Regions from separate parts of the Gasterosteus aculeatus genome. Here region 1 is linked to region 2. A link is a contact called in public Hi-C data. All regions are on one chromosome and are shown on one strand. The core of a region is the stretch at or near the end of the contact, and the rest is flanking DNA. Distances in the headings are between cores, read along the strand shown.

The links. A called contact is a pair of places that touch in the nucleus more often than the background predicts.
Region 1: a Hi-C map of liver shows a contact between it and region 2, with 6 times the contacts expected there. The contact joins the enhancer-like site here to the promoter of ap3m2 in region 2. A contact is called at or near these places in 6 of 6 Hi-C or Micro-C datasets (blood and trunk muscle, liver, skeletal muscle and 2 more).

What each region holds. Positions count from the first base shown.
Region 1 is chr13:17,895,539-17,900,086 of fGasAcu3.hap1.1, reverse strand. tet3 (tet methylcytosine dioxygenase 3) reads right to left here. Exons shown (of 12, transcript XM_040194851.2): 12 at 1-4,548. The coding sequence ends at 3,906. Among protein-coding and RNA genes, the nearest start is that of LOC120830298, 19 kb to the right of the region's middle. Within about 2 kb of position 2,101, at least 1 of the 9 cell types and tissues checked has open chromatin away from gene starts, as enhancers often do. A contact at or near this core is called in liver, where this site is marked.
Region 2 is chr13:17,852,462-17,857,246 of fGasAcu3.hap1.1, reverse strand. ap3m2 (adaptor related protein complex 3 subunit mu 2) reads right to left here and starts at 2,682. Exons shown (of 9, transcript XM_040196032.2): 1 at 2,549-2,682; 2 at 898-1,190; 3 at 627-798; 4 at 22-159. The coding sequence starts at 1,170. It overlaps kat6a (K(lysine) acetyltransferase 6A), which reads right to left. Exons shown (of 17, transcript XM_078087220.1): 17 at 4,680-4,785.

The sequences.
Region 1 (4,548 bases), core at 852-3,351, 43 kb before region 2:
TTGAAGAGTAAAATGTGCCGTTACTGTACCAGTTCCGGGCCCAGCACCGGTCAAACCACTGTGAGCCATAATATGTGTATCACACGAGTAATTATTCCAAACCAAACACTCAAAGTTGTGTTCCGAAGGGGCGTCATGATTCTTAAGCCAAGTACATACTTACTATTATGAGTAGATAATCATAGATACATCTAAACAAGCAGGGAGTCTCTTACCTGATAGTCTAACACAACTGACAAAGATCGCTAAAAACATTCCCACCTCTGCCCGGCTTTAAACTTCACTCCTTTGGATCGGGGGCAAATTTGTAAAGGGCAGCTTTAATGGTATTAAGGGAATAGGGTAAATATTCTGGGAAATATAAGATGAGATGAGGCGATGTATACCCCTCTCATTTCCGTAAGTAGCCAGTTAGCTTAGCTCAGCGTGAAGGACTGGAAATAGGGGGCAGTGGTTAGTTTGGCTCTGAGCAAAGTGCTCGAGAAGCACTGCTGATGAATCCGCGCAAAAACCAAACGTTTTAGTCCATGTGCACACACCATCGTGGCAGGGCGCGGTCACTTCCTGCGGTCTCCGCTGGTTGCCTGGTTACGCGGACGGCCTATAGACTCGTAACCAGCGTAACCACCATGAAACCAAAGGTTGACTTGGTGAAGCGTTGGTTTTTGGACCGATGAATAAATGAAATGTACGGTGTTAGTGGGGTTTAGAGGTACTGGTGGGTGGGTTTTGTTGCCTGTTCACAGAGTCGGTCTACTTGCCCCCCCCCCACCCCATTTTGCGTCTTCATGCTAAGCTAAGCCAGCTAGCGGCTCGCTCCAACTTCCATTAAATCTTCTTGGGGAGTACCCTTCACTTATTTTGACTTTTGCCAGTAAGTATGTCAAGCTTGGTTCAATGTTACATTAATGAGCTGATGTATTTCTTAGTAGAAAGTGACAGGTCTCAGTTACATGCTGACAAGGGGTTACAGTACTTACAAAAGAAAAAACAGCAGTGTTACTAAGCACACATTTACACACAACACATTCGGGACCAGGTGTTGTTGAGGGCTGTCAGAGACTTCAAAATACCCCCTTGTCATTTATGGTTTATTTACTATCATCACAAGTTAAATAATCTTACCTAAATATTTTAATATTTACATTTTTATCTCTCTCTTGAGAAAAAAAACAAAACAAAAAAACTAAGCTTCAAGTTGTCAATAGTCGGCTCTTTCTTTTTGTTTAAAATCAAGATTAAAAGTGCTTTTATAAATCTTTTCTTCTCTATGTACAATTTGTATTAGCTATATAAAAAAAGATGAAAAAACAATAACATCAAAGACAATCATTATCATCATCACCATGTAGTAATAAATAAGAGTAGAAAAACCCAAAAGAAAACAGGTTAAAATGAGTGTGGAGATTTAGAGCACACAAAAGGACATAAGCATGATTTCTGCTGATTGTGACCAGTGTCTCTACAGCGCGAGGTAGAGAGCTGGAGACCTTCGGGAGAGGTATCGCGGTCCTACACCAAATGCCCGGGGCCTTGGACCAAACAACCACCGGGCAGCCAGGAGTCTGCCTCTATCCAATATTAGCCGCTCACTTTCATTTCTGACAGACGCCGCGAGGCAACCGTGTCCCCGCTCGAATACCACGAATCAAACAGCCCCACTGTCGACGCCCGATAACAACAAACGAGCGGCTCACAAGACTCTTTCCAGGCCGTCAAATAGTCTCTCTTTGGTTTTTCTCTTACACGCAACCATGTGTTTGAGTCCCTTTCACACACGCAAACCGAGAGATTCATTGACTCTTGCATTTGACGCCAAGTCCCAGGTCTCCACTTCTCCATTTCACTGTTGTCTATCTCTGTGAATAGGCTTACGGGCGATGCACTGAACTTACTGTGCTTTCTCTGCCCCGTACAGAGCGCCGTGTGAGACAAAACCCACATTTCCATAATAATTTGCAAAAAGCACCTTAAAATGAAACCGGTTGTGAGGCCCAGCGTCAGATCTGCCGCCGCGGGGCGGCTCCTTTGATTGACTGGCTCTGTGGAGACGGGGCGCCCGCAGAAGGACGCGTCTCTCTCCCTCTCTCTGCTCTAAGATGACAGCACCATGCAGAGGAAGGAGGGGGCCCTTCACAGTATATCAAGTGTAGCAGGAGAGCACCGGAGAGTGTGTGTGCGTGTGTGTCTACGTGAGGGTGTGTGTGTGTACTAGCACCAAAAGCACCGCTGTCCCAAACACCATTTCCCTCTGCACAACCCCAGGACGGGCTTCCAAAAGAGCACCCGCTCACATCCGCGCCGTGAGATCCACTACATCACAACGCCCATCCGCGGTCCGCTAACGGGCCTGAGATCCCCCTCTGCTGGCAGCGGCTTGTTGAAGTAGCGAGGAGAGGCTGCTGGTTGCCGGATGGAGCTCACGCGCTACACGGTTTGTTTGTACACACCACTTTGAAGCGGCAGCCACTGCTGCCCTCTAGAGTTTACACTGCGAGGTGCTCCCGCATACTTGAATGTAATAGGAAGATAAAGTGTGCCACCTGTTACCCATCTACGTGCCAGTTGCCGAACTGGGTGGAACGGCATTTGCAAATAGCGTCACTTATTTTTGTCCCCCAGCGGAGTGCCAGATATGTACAGTTTACAGGAGCACGTGACAGGATTTGTGAAGCAAATCTCTCGTCGCCGATGTCTTAAAGCAATAGAGCTCCTCATTCTGACACTCCACCTCGGGCAAAACAAATTCACTTGCTGATAATAGTCGAGCCGGGTTAGAGAGCACCTAAGTTCAGCATCAAGTGCCATGGAGAGTAGCGGAATGAAAATCAAACACAGCTGGAAGTTGAGCACCAGTCTGAAGGGGTACGGAGGAGGAGGAGCACGTCATCCGACGGCAACAGAGGCAGCTAAATCTTATCCAAATGTGTTTTAAGGGGCAACTGGAATTTTTTTGCCGGAAGGCTGAAGTTCACATTTTCCCAGGTAACGGGGAAATGTGAACGGATGCAAATACAAAGATACAGTATATGCAAATTCCATGCTATAGAAAATATAAAAATGGCTGTTGGAAGGCTTCGCTACAGTGATACTGTATTTTGTGTATAAGAAAGCAGGGCTGTTGGTCAACGTATTCGTGATCAGGAATAGTAATAAAACTAGAAAATAGAGCCCCAGGTTGACAATAATTGGAATTAACTTTTACAGAGGGCTTCTTGCCATAAAATCAAAGATACACATCTGTACATCTTTAAATAGAGATTGATATCTGAGACAAGCCCACTGAAAAACCCTTTTTTCAGATGCGTACATATGATTTCCATAATGTTGATTTGCTGTCTTACAAGGCCGATAATGGCTCCTCCTCTAAGTACAGCTGGAAGATTGACAACAACAAACAAATCAGAAACAAAAAAGGGTACACGTTTTCCAAACATGGAAAAGCAATTGTCTAAGTCTGACAGACTGATTGATTTAAAAAAAATATATATAACCAAAAACAATCACATCATTAATAATAACATTAATGAAAACAGCAATAATAAAAAACAAACAAGTCTTCATTATAATAATACCTGTAATAACAACATTGACAGTAACAATAGCAATCATAATAATAGCGCTAATAATAGCAATAATTAGAATCATTAAAATTCTATGAACAAGAAAAAGCAATGGAGATCCTCTACAGGGAAGAGAGAGGAAGAGCACCACAGGCAGTGTGTCTGAAGCCCAAACACCTGCCTGACATGAGGTAAAAAACAATAAAAATGTCCCCCCCCCCTCTATTGGACTGGAGGGGGCCAGGATGGAGAGACCAGACTGTGGGACGGCTGAGAGACATTCGCCCTGCTCTCTCCGCTGCACCGCTCTGTAGCCGTCAGTCTTTCTGTATCCGCGTGACCTCAGACAAAGTGGCTGTAGGGCCCAGTGAGGCGGGTGAAGGCATAGGGAGACGCAGTCACCGTGGTGGAGGTGTGCAGCGTGGGTGCTAACCGCGTCACTGGCCCCTCCCTCTTGTCTTTAGATTGTCCCGGTCCTGGACTGGCACCTGCCGCCGTAGCCCCCCACTTGCGTTTCTTCCCGAGGGCCTTGATCTCCTCCTGGGAGAGGCCAAGGAGAGCTGCTTCCTGCTGCCTCTCCAGTGCTCGCTCCGCCAGCAGCTTCATTTTAGCTTCCCAGACAGCCAGGCCGTGCATGGGCTGGTTGAGGTTCTTGTGCTGGTAGAAGACCAAGGAGATGCGGGTGGGGTGGGAGCGATCAGGCTTTCTGAGCGGAGTGGTAGCATGTAGTTCCCGACGGGCACATTCAATCAGGATGGACCCGTGGGCTGGTGCTACGGCTACACCACCAATGTTGGGATCCAGGAAGTTGTGCTCGCTGTCGGACCACTCCTCTTCGTCGTACTCCTCGCGGCCTTTGGTGCTCTCAACGTCACTCTCGGCTCGGTTGGGAGTCCAGCAGGCCTGATCTGACTGCTGCAGGGCATCAGGGAACAGGCGACCCTCGGGCGTAGGAGACGGGGAAATGCCCGCCATTGAACCTCCA
Region 2 (4,785 bases), core at 1,433-3,932:
GCAGGATGATCGGAACAATACCCGATTTATCGATGATGGCGTCGATCTCCTCCACTACGTCAAAATAGGCCTCATTGTTGGTGTATTTGACTCCGGTGCGTCGCCACGGCACCACTGACAGCTGGCCTGTGGGGAGCTGTTCGCCAACATTGGTGCTGCCTGAAAAACAGAAGTAGAGCAGATGTAAATAAAATAAGTCCTTTTATACGTAGCCCATTTATATAGTGTCACAAGAGTAAAACTGCAAACATTCTGCGTATGTATTTGATACTGAAAGAGATTTTTGAGAAATGGGCCTTTAAAGAATGCAAAGATGCTACACTGTACAGTTTGCAGGACTCTTTTAATAATCTTCTTGATTGGGTATCAAAAAAATGTAAAAATGGTTATCGCAATGAGACTTCCCCAATTGATTATCCACAATTACAAAGTTATGTTAATGCATAACTTATGTTTATGTCCTAAACTCCAGTAACTTGTCTAATCTGTCCAGCACCTCAATCACACGCACATTATATCTGACACCACTATCTTTATTTGACTTAACGATCAGAGTCTTTAGAAGACTACTGAATGCTTAAGGTGTCCTTTTTTGTTACGGGCCCCGTGGTGAACATGAACCGTACCTGTGATGGTGTTGACCATCGTGCGGAGAATAGTGGGAGGCTTTATGAGCTCTTTTAGGATGTTGGACTCTGTGGCCAGCGGAAAGCCATTGTCCAGCATCTCCTCCAGTAGTTCGTAAACCACCACCACGTTGTCCTTAATGGCGGCCTCTGTACACACTCCGAAATAGTCCTGCGAACAAAAACCACGGTTAGGATACGGGTATTTAAAATCAGATATTAATTATGAAACAACTTTTAACTAGCTAAAGAAATGCACGGCAGCCAGAACCTGGAAGGTGTCGACGACCCTGTGCAGAAACTCGATGACGAAAAGCGGCGGCACCTCACTCTGGATGACCGCCACGAAGTAGATGCGGTGGCGGAGCACGCTGATCAGGTAGTGGTGCGGCGTGGGTATCACCGGGGGGACGTTCTCCGGCTCAGAGGCGCGTTCCTGCGCCTCGAAGAAGTAGTCGCACACGGAGCGGCTGACGACGCTCTTCCAGTGCTTCTCCAGGAAAATGTCCCCGGAGGCGTTGATTAGGAACAGGCTGTGGATCATCGCGGCCGGAGGCGGAGAGGCTGGCGATGGAAAGCAGAGGAGTTCTTTCTGTCCATTTTGAGAGAGCCGGAACCAGTAAGAGGTCACGGGTTTAAACGGTGGTAATGCAGACATTGAATATACAAAACTTGTTATCAAGGAATCGCTTGGAAACATCAACATCAGTCAAAAACACTCACAAAACAAGTCCTGGGAGGAAAAGTACAGGTATTACTGATAACACATTTATATCAGCCCTGTTTCATCAAGTGTCCAGTCAGCCAGCATGCATTTTATCTTTGTGTCATTTACACCTGTGCTTTAGTACTTTAAGATGACAAGTCGTTACCGTATTATACACCCTTCAATAAAGTAGATTTGTATTCAAGCAGCTTTTAAAAACTTTGTTTGTGGAACAAGGCTCCAAAAACAGCTGAAACAAATGCATAACTTTAAATAGTTTTTAAAAATATTTATTATTGAGATTGTTAAATAATATATATATATATATATATATATATATATATATATATATATATATTTTTTTTTTAAAGTGAAAGCAATTCTCCAGTTCATGGGCAACCTGTAAACACAATGTACCTATTGTATATTTCATGTAGTTCATAGTATGTATACTATGTAAACACAATGTACCTATTGTATATTCCATGTAGTTCATAGTATGTGTACTCTGTAAACACAATGTACCTATTGTATATTTCATGTAGTCCATAGTACGTGTACTCTGTAAACACAACGTACCTACCTCATTTTTTATTATTTGTTACGTTACGTATTGCACACTATGTATTCTAATTTACAATCTAACATTTGAAAGGGTTAAAGATCCTGTCATGTCACTGACTAATTTAACTTTTAACTGTTAAATTTAAATGAGTAATTAAAAAACATCTAGATCTTACAATACAAGGGGAAAATAACGTATCCATATTTAACTTGCCACAGACCCAGTTTTCATTGAGCAGCTTCTTCTTCGGGTCGCTGGGAAATATGACACCGGAATATTCATTAAATATGCGACGACGCGATCAACTTCGGACCGGATGAAACTCGGCGCCACAAGAACCAGAATACGTGCCAGCTACACAACATGTATTAACAATATACGACGTCTAAACGCGTAACTAGCTAGCTAGCTAACTCCACTGTAGAGCCGTTTATTTAGGCCTCCGTCGCCATACGAGATGCTACATCAATGCCTCCTCCTGCTCCGCGGTCTCATGACAGAGGAGGAAAAGCCCCGTCACCCGCTACAGGGGATGGAAATACCTTAAAATAACGCAGCTGTTTTGACTGAGAACGCGCCACTTGCCCCCCTGGGGCAACGGGTCAATTGCACATGACTCACCGAAGACAAATATTAACGTTTTCGTCTCACCGTTCACCCTTTTTCCAATTGAAAGATTAAGCTGCCGTCGTCGCTTCCCGTTAGGTGGAACAGCGCTTGGTACAGAGAAGGATACGCTGCAGCGAACCAATCGGAATCCGGGGAGCTCGTGAGATCCCGCCCTCTTAATAGAGTTATAGGTCAATAATACGGAAGCTGGTGCCTTGAGACTTGGCTGTGATTGGTCCGTGGAAGAGAGGGGGGGCTTCGGTAAACACCAGTAAGACTGCCCGCTGATTGGCCTGAAGATGTGGCTGGTCTGACATTTTGTTTCCAGTATCAGATTTCATCTTGAGGAGATAAAACATATGGTTCAAAAACTTCTTCAAAAACTACACAGTAATTAATCGGTCAGGTTAAAATGAATTACTTATTTTGTTATGTACAGAGCCAATCTAATTGTAAATTGGCCCCCTAATCTAGTCATAATTAAATAGCAAGTAAATAGCCAAAATACCTTTGGATATTGATACTAAAGTATTTTATGAATGACACGAAAACACATGTTGAGCATTTTTCTTGTTGAAGACTTTTGTAATTGTTGTACAAGACCAGAGTGTGTTATTTGGACAACACAAAGACACAGTATGTAAATGAAACATGGCACTTTCAAAAAACTGTTGCGTTGTTGAAAATGAGCAACATTCAGTATTTCAAACAAATCATAATCAAACAGTAGTTCCTTATATAGTATATTGAACATATGTAGATAGTATTTACTTACTAATTTACTTCATATTGCAGTTCCACCTTCTTTCCAAGTGCGGCTCACACCTTTAAGACAAAGTCTAAGCACACATGCAAACAATGAGCGTTTGAGAAAACCGCCCCAGAGTGTCAATAAGTCAAATCTTTACTGTAAATATTGGTGAAACTCCCGGGCAAAGACACCAAACTAGGATATCGGAGCTTAGTTTGGCTCACAGCCTCATCCTTCAGAAACGTTCACAACGAAGCTCTTGACGAGTTCCGAGTGCTTTGACTTGCTGTGACAAGACGCAGTTCATCAGGCAAAGGTCACAGGACATTAATACAATTTGGAGATCTTAATCACTCTGACGCGCATGACATAGAAAATGCACAACCAAACATGTCCTTCAGCATATTGTGGCGACCGTAGCGACCTGATAAAACATTTTACATTAAATAGATGTGACAAATGGGACTCGTGTGTTCTGAGCTATTCCTTTGAAATAGAGATCAACTGTTCACAGCGCAGCAAAGTTCAGGGATTCACGTCGATGTATTTAGTTGAAAATGTCAGCGTGCTGGAAGATAAAACTCATTTCCACTCCATTCTTCTTAACTTGCCACGCTCACTTGTCTTTGGGGACATCTAGAGGACACTCAAAGCAATTCCATGTCAAAATGTTCACTATAAATGCTCGCCGACAATGGAGAAAAATGTATGAATTAGTGATGGAATGGAGCTTAGTAAAACCACATTTCTTTAAATATGGAATGCTTTATAGCAGGTAGGGGGCAACATCAAACAAGATGTGGCATCATTCTTTGGAAATTAGACTTAAAATGAAACATTCAATTTTTACTTTGGACAAAAATGTTGATATAGCAGCATTAAAAGACTGAAAAAAATATCAAGTTTGACCAGATGACAAATCTTGGTCCTACATTGAAACGTGTGGAAGTTGAAACGGTGTTGGTTATTTGACACAAGATGCTGTATTTGTGTTTTTGAACTGGTCTAAAATGGAAAGGCTTCTTTAGGAAAAACACGTGCGCACTTCTTCCACCAATAGGGGCTCAGCGGTGTGTGTGTGAGCCAATGATAGTCGGGTTGTTTGCTTGATTGTCAACGCGGTCACTCAAAAGTGATCAAACCACACGCATGCAGCTCTGATGAAACACATGAGCAAAAGTCAGTTTGAAGTTAGAAATACGTTTAAATTTAAAAACATTTGGTTTTGCAGGACTACTTCTACTTCATCATTTGTCCTGTATTTATCGTGAAAAACTCATTTCTTGTACTATAAAATAAATTCTAAAACTAATCAAAAGCTCCATTTGTTTTTTTGGAGTAAATCTGAAAGTAGCGGCCGGAGGTGAAGGCCCTGAAAAAAACCTATTCAGATTAAAGCTTAAAAAGCGCAAGGAAAACATGAATGGCTCAACATAATTTATTTTCATTTTATGTTAAAATGTACAGAGTTCTTTGAAAGTACTTGCTAAGAAAGAAACAAAAAAAAAACAGAATAAATGGAAATACA